Regions from separate parts of the Mus musculus genome. Here regions 1 and 3 are each linked to region 2. Evidence: chromatin contacts called from public HiChIP or PLAC-seq data. All regions are on one chromosome and are shown on one strand. Each heading gives the region's core, a stretch centred on a gene start, on an enhancer-like site or on the middle of the called end of the contact. The rest is flanking DNA. Distances are from core to core; before and after follow the strand shown.

The links. HiChIP or PLAC-seq counts read pairs in DNA pulled down with a chosen protein or histone mark.
Region 1: an H3K27ac HiChIP or PLAC-seq map of T-cell acute lymphoblastic leukemia shows a contact between it and region 2, with 5 times the contacts expected there. The contact joins two enhancer-like sites. A contact is called at or near these places in 1 of 484 Hi-C or Micro-C datasets (Th2 cells) and 2 of 115 datasets of contacts at active chromatin or transcription factors (T-cell acute lymphoblastic leukemia and astrocytes).
Region 3: an H3K27ac HiChIP or PLAC-seq map of thymic regulatory T cells shows a contact between it and region 2, with 3 times the contacts expected there. The contact joins two enhancer-like sites. A contact is called at or near these places in 2 of 115 datasets of contacts at active chromatin or transcription factors (regulatory T cell precursor and thymic regulatory T cells).

What each region holds. Positions count from the first base shown.
Region 1 is chr2:10,012,242-10,016,766 of GRCm38.p6, forward strand. All of the region lies in intron 2 of Taf3 (TATA-box binding protein associated factor 3), which reads right to left. Among named protein-coding and RNA genes, the nearest start is that of Taf3, 34 kb to the right of the region's middle. Within about 2 kb of position 2,915, at least 28 of the 459 cell types and tissues checked have an H3K27ac peak or open chromatin away from gene starts, as enhancers often do. A contact at or near this core is called in T-cell acute lymphoblastic leukemia and Th2 cells, where this site is marked.
Region 2 is chr2:9,114,658-9,118,943 of GRCm38.p6, forward strand. No RefSeq gene overlaps it. Among named protein-coding and RNA genes, the nearest start is that of 1700061F12Rik, 73 kb to the right of the region's middle. Within about 2 kb of position 2,339, at least 7 of the 459 cell types and tissues checked have an H3K27ac peak or open chromatin away from gene starts, as enhancers often do. A contact at or near this core is called in T-cell acute lymphoblastic leukemia, Th2 cells, regulatory T cell precursor and 1 more, where this site is marked.
Region 3 is chr2:9,679,000-9,683,299 of GRCm38.p6, forward strand. No RefSeq gene overlaps it. Among named protein-coding and RNA genes, the nearest start is that of Gm13218, 88 kb to the left of the region's middle. Within about 2 kb of position 2,757, at least 47 of the 459 cell types and tissues checked have an H3K27ac peak or open chromatin away from gene starts, as enhancers often do. A contact at or near this core is called in regulatory T cell precursor and thymic regulatory T cells, where this site is marked.

The DNA of each region.
Region 1 (4,525 bases), core at 1,665-4,164, 900 kb after region 2:
AGGAAAACCAGAAGAAACAAAGAATGAATTCTGAAAGTATCAGAGAATTATAATAGAGATAAAATAGAATATTCCCATATCCCGAGGATCAGAAATTAATTTTTTACAAGGATATACTTTCCTGAAAATGACCAGAACTTAAAAGAAGTGAGTGATGAGATTTTCATACTTAAAGGAATGATGGATTACAAAAGGCAAGGAGCAAGGTGATCATGGATTAGAATGCTACTGTTTCCTCTCCAGAGAAGTCCATAGTTATGTTTCTTTCCACAGGCTCTTAAAAGACAGAGAGAGACAGATGGACAGACAGACGGAGAGAGATGGACAGAGAGAGAGAGAGGGAGAGAGAGAGAGAGAGACATGCACGTTTGTGTATATTTTCACTATTACATTATTACTTGTATAGTAGTCCAAGCCACTTTTTCTACCTCCTAATTATCTACCTTTTTTCTTAAAGGATCACATCTGAAATCTCTAAATTTAAACATGCACAAAATGATATTTTTTTTAAAAAAGTGATATTTTAAAAAAATCTACAACGAGGGGCTGGAAAGCTGGCTGGGAGGTTAAAAGTGCTTGTTCTGTTTCCAGCACCCACATGGCGACTTAAGTTGCATGAGTTCTGAGATCCTCCTCTGACCTCTCTGGGCACATGGCACACATACATATATACAGGCAAAACACTCATAAACATAAAATAAGTAAGTCTAAAAAATGAACAAAGCAGATACTCTGGAAACAAAGACTCAACTACAAAGTAACACAACAGCACATAAAGGTCAGGTCTGCAATACAGAGGGCAAAAAGAAGTAAAAGTCTAAGCCTCAGAGTCATGAGAATCCCATGAGGTGACAAATAGTGAAGAAAAGCAAGAAGGCCCCAGCGTGGTGGAAAGCAGGAGCCCAAAGTAAGCCAAACCAAGAGCAGTCAATCCGATGCAAGGTGAACCACCTATCCCTAAAGGACACTGCCACACAGTGCAGCTCTGAGCAACTGATACCAAGATATTCTGATGAACTCTTTAGACTTCCAGAAAGGGAAAACAAACAACAAACTCCTTTGATTATTTAAAGAGCTAAAAGGGTAAGTTATATGCCAGGGGAACAGGCTTAGAAACAAGGCTTAAACCAGTGGCCATCAGTGGCCCAGGACCAGAGTAGGTAGGGTCCTGAAACACAAGTCTGAAAACTTGTCAGAGTCTAGTTTCTACAAAGTGTAAATTTAATATCAGAGAGAGCCTTCCTTGGGTAATAGATAGGAACTTTGGATAAAACAATGAAAACAAGTATGTGAAGGTTCTAGAAAGCAAGGAAGAGCAAGCAGACTTGAAAGACAGTTACAGTTGAGAAGAGAGGTCAGCACTGAGGAGAAGCTCATCTTTTGGGCCTTCCGTCTAAGGGCAGACTCTGACCTGGGCTTTGTGAAGTCCCTGGACATAAAGAAAAACCTGCACTGCTACTCTCCTGTGGACTCAGGATGGAGCCTGAGACTGACAACCAAACTCTACAAAGGAGATAGACGGGGAGTGGGAGAGAGTGGACCAGGAGTGGGGCATCCTGGCCTCTACATATAAATTCTGATTTAAACAATTATGGTGGTATTATGTTTTGTCAAAATAGAAAACCTGCAGAGCAAGGGTGAGCCCTAAGTAAAGAGCAGAGCTGGAGCAATAGCAAGCTGACAGTGTGCTCCTCAGTACACCCTCAGTTAGTGTGTCCGTGGCAGGGGCTGTGGATGGAGATACAGTGGGCATGCCAAACTTTCTGTATGTTCAGATCAATTTTGCTTTTTGAACTTAAATTGGCTCTTAAGCCAAGTACATAATTAAATAAAACCCAGGTCATGTAGCATTAAATATAAAATATGTATGGGTAAGTTAATAAATTATGCATAAGAGGCACACTGAAAACTACTGCACAATGCTAAGGAAAACCAAGTGAGTTAGGAAGGAAGAACTAAATCATGCTCATGAACTGGAAGGTTCAACAGTGCCACAACAGGAATTCCTCCAAAGTGACCTAGAGACTCTATGCAGTCCCCAAACTCCCTACAGTCTTTTCTGCACAAGTCAGGAGCCTGACCAAAGACTGATGTGGAAAGACAAGGGCCTCATGGCAAAGCTACAATGAGCCTAAAGAGCTGGCCTACTCGTAAGCTAAGAAGTGGGCCTGCAGAGCTCTCTGCATTTTCATAGACAATATCTGATCCCAAGATCAGAGATTAAAAAGTTTATCTCTCTCAGCCTTCCCTGGGTATTTATCTGAGATAAATGAAAGCACAAATGCTCACTGTAACTTTATCAGAAACTGTAAAACAAGAGACAACTGGAATGTCCATTAACAGGTGAGTGGGTAAATAAGCTATGGTGTGTGTATATGTATGTGTGTATATATATATATATATATATATATATATATATATAATTGCTACTCCTCAATAAAGGCCGGAGTATAGAAATTAGCAATGATATGGATGAATCTCAATATAATTGAGTGAGTGGGAAGAAACAAAAGACATTTTCTATGATGGAAACAGGCCAGCGATTATCTGGAGACAGAACTGGGGAGAGGGGAGATGAGACTCCTGGGGAGGTGGATATTTTCTCATTTGTCTGTGAAAATGGTTTCAGAAGTACTGACACATCTCAAAACTTATCAAAATGCAGACTTGAAACACATGGGATTTATTCCATACCAGGTATATGTCAATCAAGGCTAAAAAGGCAGGATCCCAAGCAAGCGCCAGGTGTGACACACCTGCAACCCCAAAGTCCAGGAGCTGAGATCTGACAACCATGGCCAGAAGGCCAGTCTGCACTACATTATGATAACCTACCTCAGAAGTAGTAAGAGGAGCACCCACAGTGACGCCGAAGCAACAGACTTCAGCTGCTGCTCAGCCTGGGACGCACAGCTGCCAGTCTGAGTTCAGCCAAACTAACTTCCTGCTGCCATAAGCAACCAACAGAAGCAAAATCAACACTCATCAGTAAAGTGCAACAAAACTCAGACTCTTCTATAGACTAACATTAATGCCAGGAGCATAACTAGGACTTAGTAGTTATAGGGAGAAATGCTAACAAAGCCTGCCAAAGAAAAAAGGCAGTCAGAGTCCAACTCAGACAACCAAAAGAGGTTCTCCTGTCTCAGGTTCTCGCTGTCTCAAAGCAAACAAAGCACGAGTCTAACCCTGGGGCTGCCGAGGCGCTTCAACAGGTAAGAGTGTGTACTGCTCTTGCAGAGAAGCTGGGTTTGGTTCTAGAAACCACATCGTGTGCCTCACAACTGTCCATGACTCCAGGTTCAGGAGATCTGAAGCCGTTGGCCTGCACAGGCACCTGCACTCATGTGCACATATGGCTGCACAGACACATATACATAGTTAAAAATAAATCTTAAAAAGTGAAGTTTAACATATGTTTAGCTGAGGTCTCACAAAGATGACAGACTAGAGAAGAAAAAGTACACTTCTCAAGCATAAAAGGATGAAACCACAGTTGAACTGCTGAAAACCAAATACAGTCTTGAAATTAAAAAAGAAAGATACCCATCTCACAAAACAATATCAATATTTAGACCCATGACATATCACTCCAAAGACACCTGACTTCTTACAGAAACAGTGGATCTTTATAGGCAGTACTGGGGTGTCTATGAGGTGGTAAAGGAAAAGAATAACCCCCAACACAGACATCTCTCCCCATAGAAGCTTTATAAAAGCCAAGACTGTTCTGAGAAGTGGACAACTGTAGATCTAAGTCAGGAGCACACACAGTTAGCCTGCAGCATCCTGACATAGCAAGAAGCCCATGTCCATGGTGCTGTCTGGGAACACAGACCAAATATGACAAGGCTCCTGCTGCTAAAGGGCCTGCAGCTGAGACCCACATAGACAAAGGCTGGCAGGCTTTATTCCCATTAAGGATGTTTGAGCTTACTAGTTCAGAATGCACAAGACTGACCATTCTGCTAACCTCCACACTAAGCAATATGAGAGCTACACACTTAAGAACTATTGGGACAGGCAACAAAAACCACTTTATGTAAGAGCACATAAAGCTTTAAACAGCAAGTGTAGCTACTCTGTTACTTTTGGAGGGCAGCAGTGGTTATGACTTGGGAGCAATGTAACCCACAGGAGAGCCTTGGCCTTGGCCCTAAAGCTGTAAGGCTGGTTTCAAGACAGACTGTGTGCGTGTGTGTGTGTGTGTGTGTGTGTGTGTGTGTGTGTGTGTGTGTGTATGACCCTGCACATTTAAAATACTAAATCTGCCAGGCATAGTGGCACAGGCCTCTAATCCCAGCAGAGGCAAAGGCAGGAGGATCTCTGTGTGTTTGAGGCCAGCTTGGTCTGCCCAGAGAGCTCCAGGACAGCCAGGGTGTCATAGAGAGACCCTATCTATCTCGATGAACAAACACTGAATCTGGCATTGTCTACCTGGTACATAAAACCTGGGTCCTCAACAAAGGAAAAAATCCTTTCTAAAGGGTGGAATCTTGAGAGTTATATGGCTTCTATGTTTGCT
Region 2 (4,286 bases), core at 1,089-3,588:
TTCCAACTGGACTTAGACATTTTGTTTATTATGTGCAAGCATGGCTATCCACATCTGACATACTTTTCCCTACAGATTTTCAATTTTGTAGTAGTCCATGGCAATAGCCAGTGGCAAAATCACAAGCTTTCTAAACACGATTATCTGAGTTAAACCCCAGTGCAACAGGGAGAAAGGGAAAAGAATTCAAGTTCTTATCTTTTGTACATACGTAACTAATCCCAGTCAAGTCCAAACTGTTCACTGACGCTGAAAAAAAGTAGTGACTATGGGGATGCATAGCAACTGAAGAAATGTCAATTACCACAATTGTGTACATCGCTTATAGTTCAAACTCTATGACATCGTTTCCATAAAAACTAATAATAGTAGAAAATTGATTTTTATGCATGTCATTTCACTCGTTCCTATCTCAGGACTCCTCTGTCTCTGCTATAAAATAATATCTGCATTCTACATAGTGGACCAAGACAACCTGCCAATCAAAGAGCTAATACCTCCCACCTACTTAAAAAAATGATAACAGATATAATTCTCACATTTTCAGATTTTTTTCTTCTAAAGTTTCTTAGCTTATGGGTACACTACATGAACACTAGGATCCAATAACATTGAATCTAGTTTAACACAATTTATGTATTTAGTTATTATAGACCAACATTGCCAAATTTCATGCGTTACAGTTTAGATAATGTGCCCTGTATGAACTGCCCAAACTCAGGAATTAAGTTCTTCCTAACCTCTCTCTCTCTGTGTCTCTCTCTGTCTCTCTCTCCCTCTCTCTCTGTCTCTCTCTCTCTCTCTGTCTCTCTCTCTCTGTCTCTCTCTCTGTCTCTCTCTCTGTCTCTCTCTCTGTCTCTCTCTCTGTCTCTCTCTCTGTCTCTGTCTCTCTGTCTCTGTCTCTCTGTCTCTGTCTCTCTCTCTCTCTGTCTCTCTCTCTCTCTGTTACACACACACACACACACAAACTATAAATAATATTTCATTTAATTTTTAGAAGAACTAGAAGCTAGATATTTCTAAGAAATGAAACATGACTGGATAAAGCATAAGGCTGGATGTCACTTTATTTTTGCTTTTTTTTTTTTTTTTTTTTTTTTTTACAAGGCATTAGAAGTCTTGGACTGATTCTCTGACTTTTAATATCTTGAAATCATCACATTAATAGAAAAAGGAAGAGTAGAGAACTAAAGTTGATCCAAACAGTCCACGTTCCTATTTTGATGGAGTTTACTAAGAAGTTACTGATCAGACAGCAAGTTCCCAGGAACAAGCTGGAGGTGTTTCTAAGGCCTACCTATAGCCAAGTCCAGCATGGCATTCTTGCAAATATTTTCTCCCCTCCTTCCTGGGAGGTGATCTTACTTAAGAAAGTTCTTGCTAGAGACCAGTGATGTCAGGGAATGGTTGTGTTTCTTATCTGTCCAGTACTTACACGTGTGTAGTATCAACTTACTTTTTAAATACACTTATGAGAACAGTGTCTTAAGCAGTATCTAACGGAAATTAAATGAATGCTTTGCTTCATAAAAACTATAAAACAGGAAGGCAACCATTACCTCTCTAAAAGATACTAAGCTATGCTAATATATTTTAACAGAGAAATCTACATGAATATTCTAAAACAATGCAAATAATGGAAGGTCCATAGACATCATAGTACCAACAGTATTATAAACACAGGGGAGTAGATTACTAATATCATTACCAGTGATAATATCATTAATCGATGTTTACTATCAACAATGAAAATCCAAAAGAAAAGAGACACAGTAGGTGTTTATCTGTCGATATTATATCTGTGAAGGAAAATGTAATGAAAATTTCTCATCTCATAGTTTATACTATTAAACTTGATTTTTGAAAGTCTTTCTAGAAGTATGGATTTTATATAATACACATTTCTTTATTGCTCTAAATATCTGATTATCTGTCTATAAATGCCAGTCTCAACAGGAGAGAATCCAAATATCCATGAATAACATGCACATATATCCACATACATACATATATACATATGTACATATATACAATGCCAAAAACCTTACTTACATACATTTTTTATGGAGCAACTGTATTGCCATCAGTATTTCTAAACGTACTAACAAAGAAGTAAGAGATTTTAGATAATTCTTTCAGTTTACAGCACAATTCTTTGAAATTAACCCACAAATTGGTTTTAGCTCATGTTTGTATGTTATCAAAGCCATCTTTCTGACGTAGACATTTGTTCTCTTAGGATGCTTACAAAGATGTTTATCATGTGCAGAGAACCTGCTTGCCTTTGGTGGTTTTAATCACAGTTCAGCATCTTTGCATTGAGTACATTACTTTTCTTTCAAATAACCATGCACACACTACCATGTCAAAACTGTAGTCTCCTTACATGGGAGCCATTACTCTCTGACCGTGTGTAAAATCCTTTGAGGTTAAAATTTCAGTTTATTCAAGAAAACTAGAACTCCCCACCACCATGATAAATGACTCTATCAAACCTTAATCAGTGGCAAAACTGTTTCCACAGAAAAATATACTTTCATTGCCGTTTGAATAGACTGTATCATCTATTGACAGTGTGCAATACAAGTCCATTTCTTTCACATTAGATAATGCTATCAAATCACAGGGAAAATCTTTTTTTTTTTTAAATGTGAGTACAACCTTTCTTTAGACAGGTTGTTCTCAGAAAGAAGTTCTTATTTGTGCATCTATTCACATTAAGATTTGCCTAGTATGCAGTTGTCTGGAAAACGATGAGGTTTGTATGTTTATAAGCAAAGCCAACTCATGTGTTACATTTCTCTTTCAGCAATGTGTTTCCATTAAATATACTGTAAAATATTTCCATACTGATCTGAGGATGAACTTGCATTGAAGTTAAGCAACCTTAACAATAAAGGCAGCGACTGCATCCACACTTCAGAGGTTGTTCAAGGAGCAACAGTTAAATTCACAGGGAATTCTCCCCTTTGAAGAGTAGTAACACAGGAGCCCCGGACCTTCTAACAGACAGCTCATTATTGCAAGCTGTCTATGCAAATTGCTCACTGACTACAGGCCCTCAGGGGAGGGTTTTTCTGTTTTCTCTCTCTGGTACTAACCTAGTATAACTCGCCATATTACTGCCCTCTTGCCAGTAATGATGGTGATTATTAGTAATAACTCTGAGTAATGAGGTTTTCTTCCCTGTACTCAAAATAATTGCTCCGTGTAAATCCACTGCAAGTTTTACGGTGCTCTAAAGATTAGTAACATTAGAAACTTGGCAAATCTTACTTATAGAGGCATTTTACCTAATGATCTAATCCATCAGTTCCCTGGCTTACCAGTCCAGAGACTCACTTATTAGGAAGAACCTTCCTTCTTTTCCTATCTGCACTAGGAAACAACCTAGACAGACTGCTTTTTATGGACGTCTTGAATGTATACACTCTACTATACACATGGTGGCCCATGAGACAATTCACTGCATTAGGCCCTTATGTTGAACTCTACCTTAAGTGATCTCTGATTTAAGTAGTGTTAGAAGAGATTTATCTTGTACTTTGATATCTATAAGCCTAAATTGATACCTAAATTCTAGATTAGGTTATAGCTATGAGGGACTTGTAAGCAATTGATCACGTGTGCAAACTAACACTTGAGAGGGTCAACAGGAGGGGGGGGGGATTAGTTGTTCCCTTGCTTTTCGAAATGTCATCACCTCTAGGATGTCCCAGATGCTCCAGCTAAGGAAAATACGTGAGGGGAAAAACATCATTCCTTGATGCTGGTCGTGTGTGTGTGTGTGTGTGTGTGTGTGTGTGTGTGTGTGTGTGTGTGTGTTTACACACATGCATGCCCATATTTATGAACATCTGTGTACGTGGTAGTGGGCCATAGGACAACTTCAGTATTCTGCCTCAAGGGTAACAACCCTGTTCTATTTCTTCTTTCTTTCCATTTGTTTGTTTGTTTATTTGTTTACATCTTATTGCAGACAGGGTCAGCACTGGAGTCATGATCACCGGTTTCCTTACCTGGCTTTTCTTTTTTAAACAGAGGATCTAGGGAAGGGACTCTTCTGGTCATCTCACCAGTCCTGCCAGTGGCTATTTTACTCAATTTTTCTCGCCTGACTGTGAGTTCTTGCTATGGTATGGAGGAGCATTGATTGAAGTGAGGAGAGGCATATGTAAATACAGGTGACTCATCCATCCCGTGTTCCGGTGGTGCTCTGGACAAAGAAGAATTAATCTGGCAAAGACAATAAATCAAGGATATAATCCAGAAAACTCCTTTGTCCC
Region 3 (4,300 bases), core at 1,507-4,006, 560 kb after region 2:
GAATCACCATGCCTGACCTAAAGCTGTGCAACAGAGCAATTGTGATAAAAACTGCATGGTACTGGTATAGTGACAGACAAGTAGACCAATGGAATAGAACTGAAGACCCAGAAATGAACCCACACACCTATGGTCACTTGATCTTTGACAAGGGAGCTAAAATCATCCAGTGGAAAAAAGACAGCATTTTCAACAAATGGTGCTGGCACAACTGGTGGTTAACATGTAGAAGAATGAGAATTGATCCATTCCTATCTCCTTGTACTAAGGTCAAATCTAAGTGGATCAAGGAACTCCACATAAAACCAGAGACAGTGAAACTTATAGAGGAGAAAGTGGGGAAAAGCATTGAAGATATGGGCACAGGGGGAAAATTCCTGAATAGAACAGCAATGGCTTATGCTGTAAGATCAAGAATCAACAAATGGGACCTCATAAAATTGCAAAGCTTCTGTTAGGCAAAAGACACTGTCAATAAGACAAAAAGACCATCAACAGATTGGGAAAGGATCTTTACCTATCCTAAATCAGATAGGGGACTAATATCCAATATATATAAAGAACTCAAGAAGGTAGACTCCAAAAAATCAAATAACCCCATTAAAATTGGGGTGCAAAGCTTAATAAAGAATTCTCACCTGAGGAATACTGAATGGCTGAGAAACACCTGAAAAAATGTTCAGCATCATTAATCATCAAGGAAATGCAAATCAAAACAACCCTGAGATTCCACCTCACACCAGTCAGAATGGCTAAGATCAAAAACTCAGGTGACAGCAGGTGCTGGCTAGGATGTGGAGAAAGAGGAACACTCCTCCATTGTTGGTGGGATTGCAAGCTTCTACAACCACTCTGGAAATCAGTCTGGTGGTTCCTCAGAAAATTGGACATAATACTACCGGAGGATCCCTCAATACCTCTTCTGGGCATATATCCAGAAGATGTTCCAACTGGTAAGACAGACACATGCTCCACTATGTTCATAGCAGCCTTATTTATAATAGACAGAAGCTGGAAAGAACCCAGATGCCCCTCAACAGAAGAATGGATACAGAAAATATGGTACATTTACACAATGGAGTACTACTCAGCTATTAAAAAGAATGAATTTATGAAATTCCTAGGCAAATGGATGGACCTTGAGGGCATCATCCTGAGTGAGGTAACCCAATCACAAAAGAACTCACACAATATGTACTCACTGATAAGTGGATATTAGCCCAGATACTTAGAATACCCAAGATATAAGATACAATTTGTGAAACTCATGAAACTAAAGAACGAAGACCAAAGTGTGGACAAAACACCCATAGAAGGAGTTACAGAGACAAAGTTTGGAGCTGAGATGAAAAGATGGACCATCTAGAGACTGCCATATCCGGAGATCCATCCCATAATCAGCCTCCAAACGCTGACACCACTACATACACTAGCAAGATTTTGCTGAAAGGACCCTGATATAGCTGTCTCTTTTGAGGATATGCCGTGGCCTAGCAAACACATAAGTGGATGCTCACAGTTAGCTATTGGATGGATCACAGGGCCCCCAAGGGAGGAGCTAGAGAAAGTACCCAAGGAGCTAAAGTGATCTGCAACCCTATAGGTGGAACAACAATATGAACTACCCAGTACCCCCCGGAGCTTGTGTCTCTAGCTGCATATATATCAGAAGATGGCCTAGTCGGCCATCAGTGGAAAGAGGCCCATTGGTCATGCAAACTTTATATGCCTCAGTATAGGAGAATGCCCAGACCAAGAAGTGGGAGTGGGTGGGTAGGGGAGTGGGTGGGGGAGGGTATGGGGGACTTTGGGGATAGCACTGGAAACGTAAATGAAGAAAACACCTAATAAAAATAAAATAAAATAAAATATTAAAAAAGAAAAGAAAAGAAAAAGCTGGTGCATACCTACACCCCCCCCCAAAAAAATGGTGAGAAGAAAGACAGAAACAAGAGGATCTCTGGAAGTTTCCAGGCCAGCTAGCCTAGCCTATGTGGTGAAGTTCTAGGTCAATGAAAAACCCTCCCCAAAGAAAAGTTCAGATACCTACGCGCCCATATTCAAGACTGTCCTCTGATGGCCAGCCATTCTGTGCATGCACACACCACACTGTATACACACGCATATAGACAAATAACAAAATAAAATAGTAATGATAATAATAATTAGGTGGAATTATTTTGCCCTTTACAAAACAGAGAAATCAAAAGCTGGAAAAAGCACATAACCCAGTGATTTTTATAAAATTAAAAAGAGAAAAAATTATATAATACTACTGATAAAGTATGGTGGTTTGGTCTCTATCCCTTTTCCCTTTCTTTATGGAAATATTATTTAAACCAAAAAAAAAAAAATGCCACGCCTGTCAAACCATAATGTTTATTTTAGCAGCTGGTGAGACCTGACCTGTAAATTGGGCAGCCTGACAGTGTCAATCTCCTCCTGGGAAAAAGCATTCTGCATTGTGTAAACAGAAACCGTGGCGTCAGGACTATGCTTCCCAAGACCCAACAAACCAAGTCTAATTTTGATTCCTATATTGGAATCTCCCCAAAACAAATCTAAAACAGGGCAATAGTAGATCTGTTTTCTCAATGTTAAAACTTGAGAGAGAGACAGAGAGACAGAGAGAGAGACAGACAGAGAGAGAGAGAGAGAGAGAGAGAGAGAGAGAGAGAGAGAGGAAGTCATGACACCCACATGCTCAAAAGAGGAATCCCAGGACCAAAACCCATTTCCTGCCTGCAAGCCTGGAGAAACGTTTCTTCTTTATCTAAAATCCGCTTCCTGTGCCCCCTCAGAATCAAGAGCTCAGTCAAAACGCTGCTTCCGGGTTGGCAGAAGAACTCAACTCCTTTCTTCCTTTCCTTGAAAAGCACAGGGCATCAGCTGACTTCGTCTTCTGTGCTTCCTGTCCAGGACGGAGGAGCAGTAGTCTCTTGTAAGTACTTAGAGAGCCTTTGTCAGGTCCAAGCTGGGCTCCCAAGATGACCTGGTGTGTCTCCTGCAACCTCATCCACCATGTAGAAGGTGACGGGAGAGTTCTCATTGGGCACCCAGAGTCAGTCCTGCAGCAGTGCCCCAGCAGGGTTGTCTGAGCAGAGCTGTGTATCTCAGCAGAGCTCAGAGAGAGAAATGAGCAATAGCAAGGGTATTGTTGCTTCTTAAGAGCTGATTTATACAGCACCGAGTGCAAAGCTAAGTGTCACAACTATCTGTTCACGTGAGAAAATGAAGAACTCCATACTCTGTCACCCAGGGAAAATATATTTTCAGTTGAATTACAACCTGCCTTTTCTACTTTTTTCTGCTGTCAAAATTCTAATGTTCTTTGTGGAATTGGGGATGTTAAACAATTGGCCTGGGCCTGAAAACTCCAACCACGTCAAAGTCCCAGTCCTGAATGAGGCAGCAATTGGCTCCTTTTCCAATAAAATCTTCTCCTGGAGAGTGATGGTTTACTTCAGAGAAGTTTTAGGGGCATTCACTGCATACCGTGACTATTCCTCCTGGCAGAAATGACTGCCATGCATACCTCCTAAAGAGAAGCCAACGGGAAGGCTGAGGAGTAGCCGAGTTGCTGGAAACAGATATCACAGATCCTGATAGTGGGTTTGCATTCAATCCAAGCCATAATTTCATTACCCTGTGGACAGTCAGCAAGCTAGATTGTCGGATGCTTCCCCCTCTTTGCCCCCACTCTAAAAAAACTAAGAAACCCTTCCTAAATGCAGAGTAGTACAAAATAAAAGGAGCATTTACTCAGATGAAAGTACCTGAATGATGATGTGGGCATGGATGTTCACGTTCAGTATATTCATAACAGCTAATATCTGGGATGTCCTCAGGCGTCCATGCAAAAGTGGACAGATGAAAAGGTAGTGGTATGCCTGTGCAATGGATCATTTCTAAACAGCAAAGAGTTGGTTGCGCCACCCAGATAGAGTGCAAAAAACACTAAACCTGAACAAAGTCAGACAAAAGAATACAATACTAGTTTACAAGACTCCAGAAAGGAAGGAAGGAAGGGAGGGAGGGAGGGAGGGAGGGAGGGAGGGAGGGAGGGAGGGAGGGAAAGAAAGGAAGAAAGAGAGAGAAAGAAAGAAAACAGAAGAAAGAAAGAAAGAGAGAGAGAGAGAAAGAAAGAGAGAGAGAGAAAGCAAAACAAAGAAAGAGGGAGAGAAAGAAAGAAAGAAGGAAAGAGAGAGAAAGAAAGAAAACAAAACAAAGAAAGAGGAAGAGAGGGAGAGAAAGAAAGAAAGAAAGAAAGAAAGAAAGAAAGAAAGAAAGAAAGAAAGAA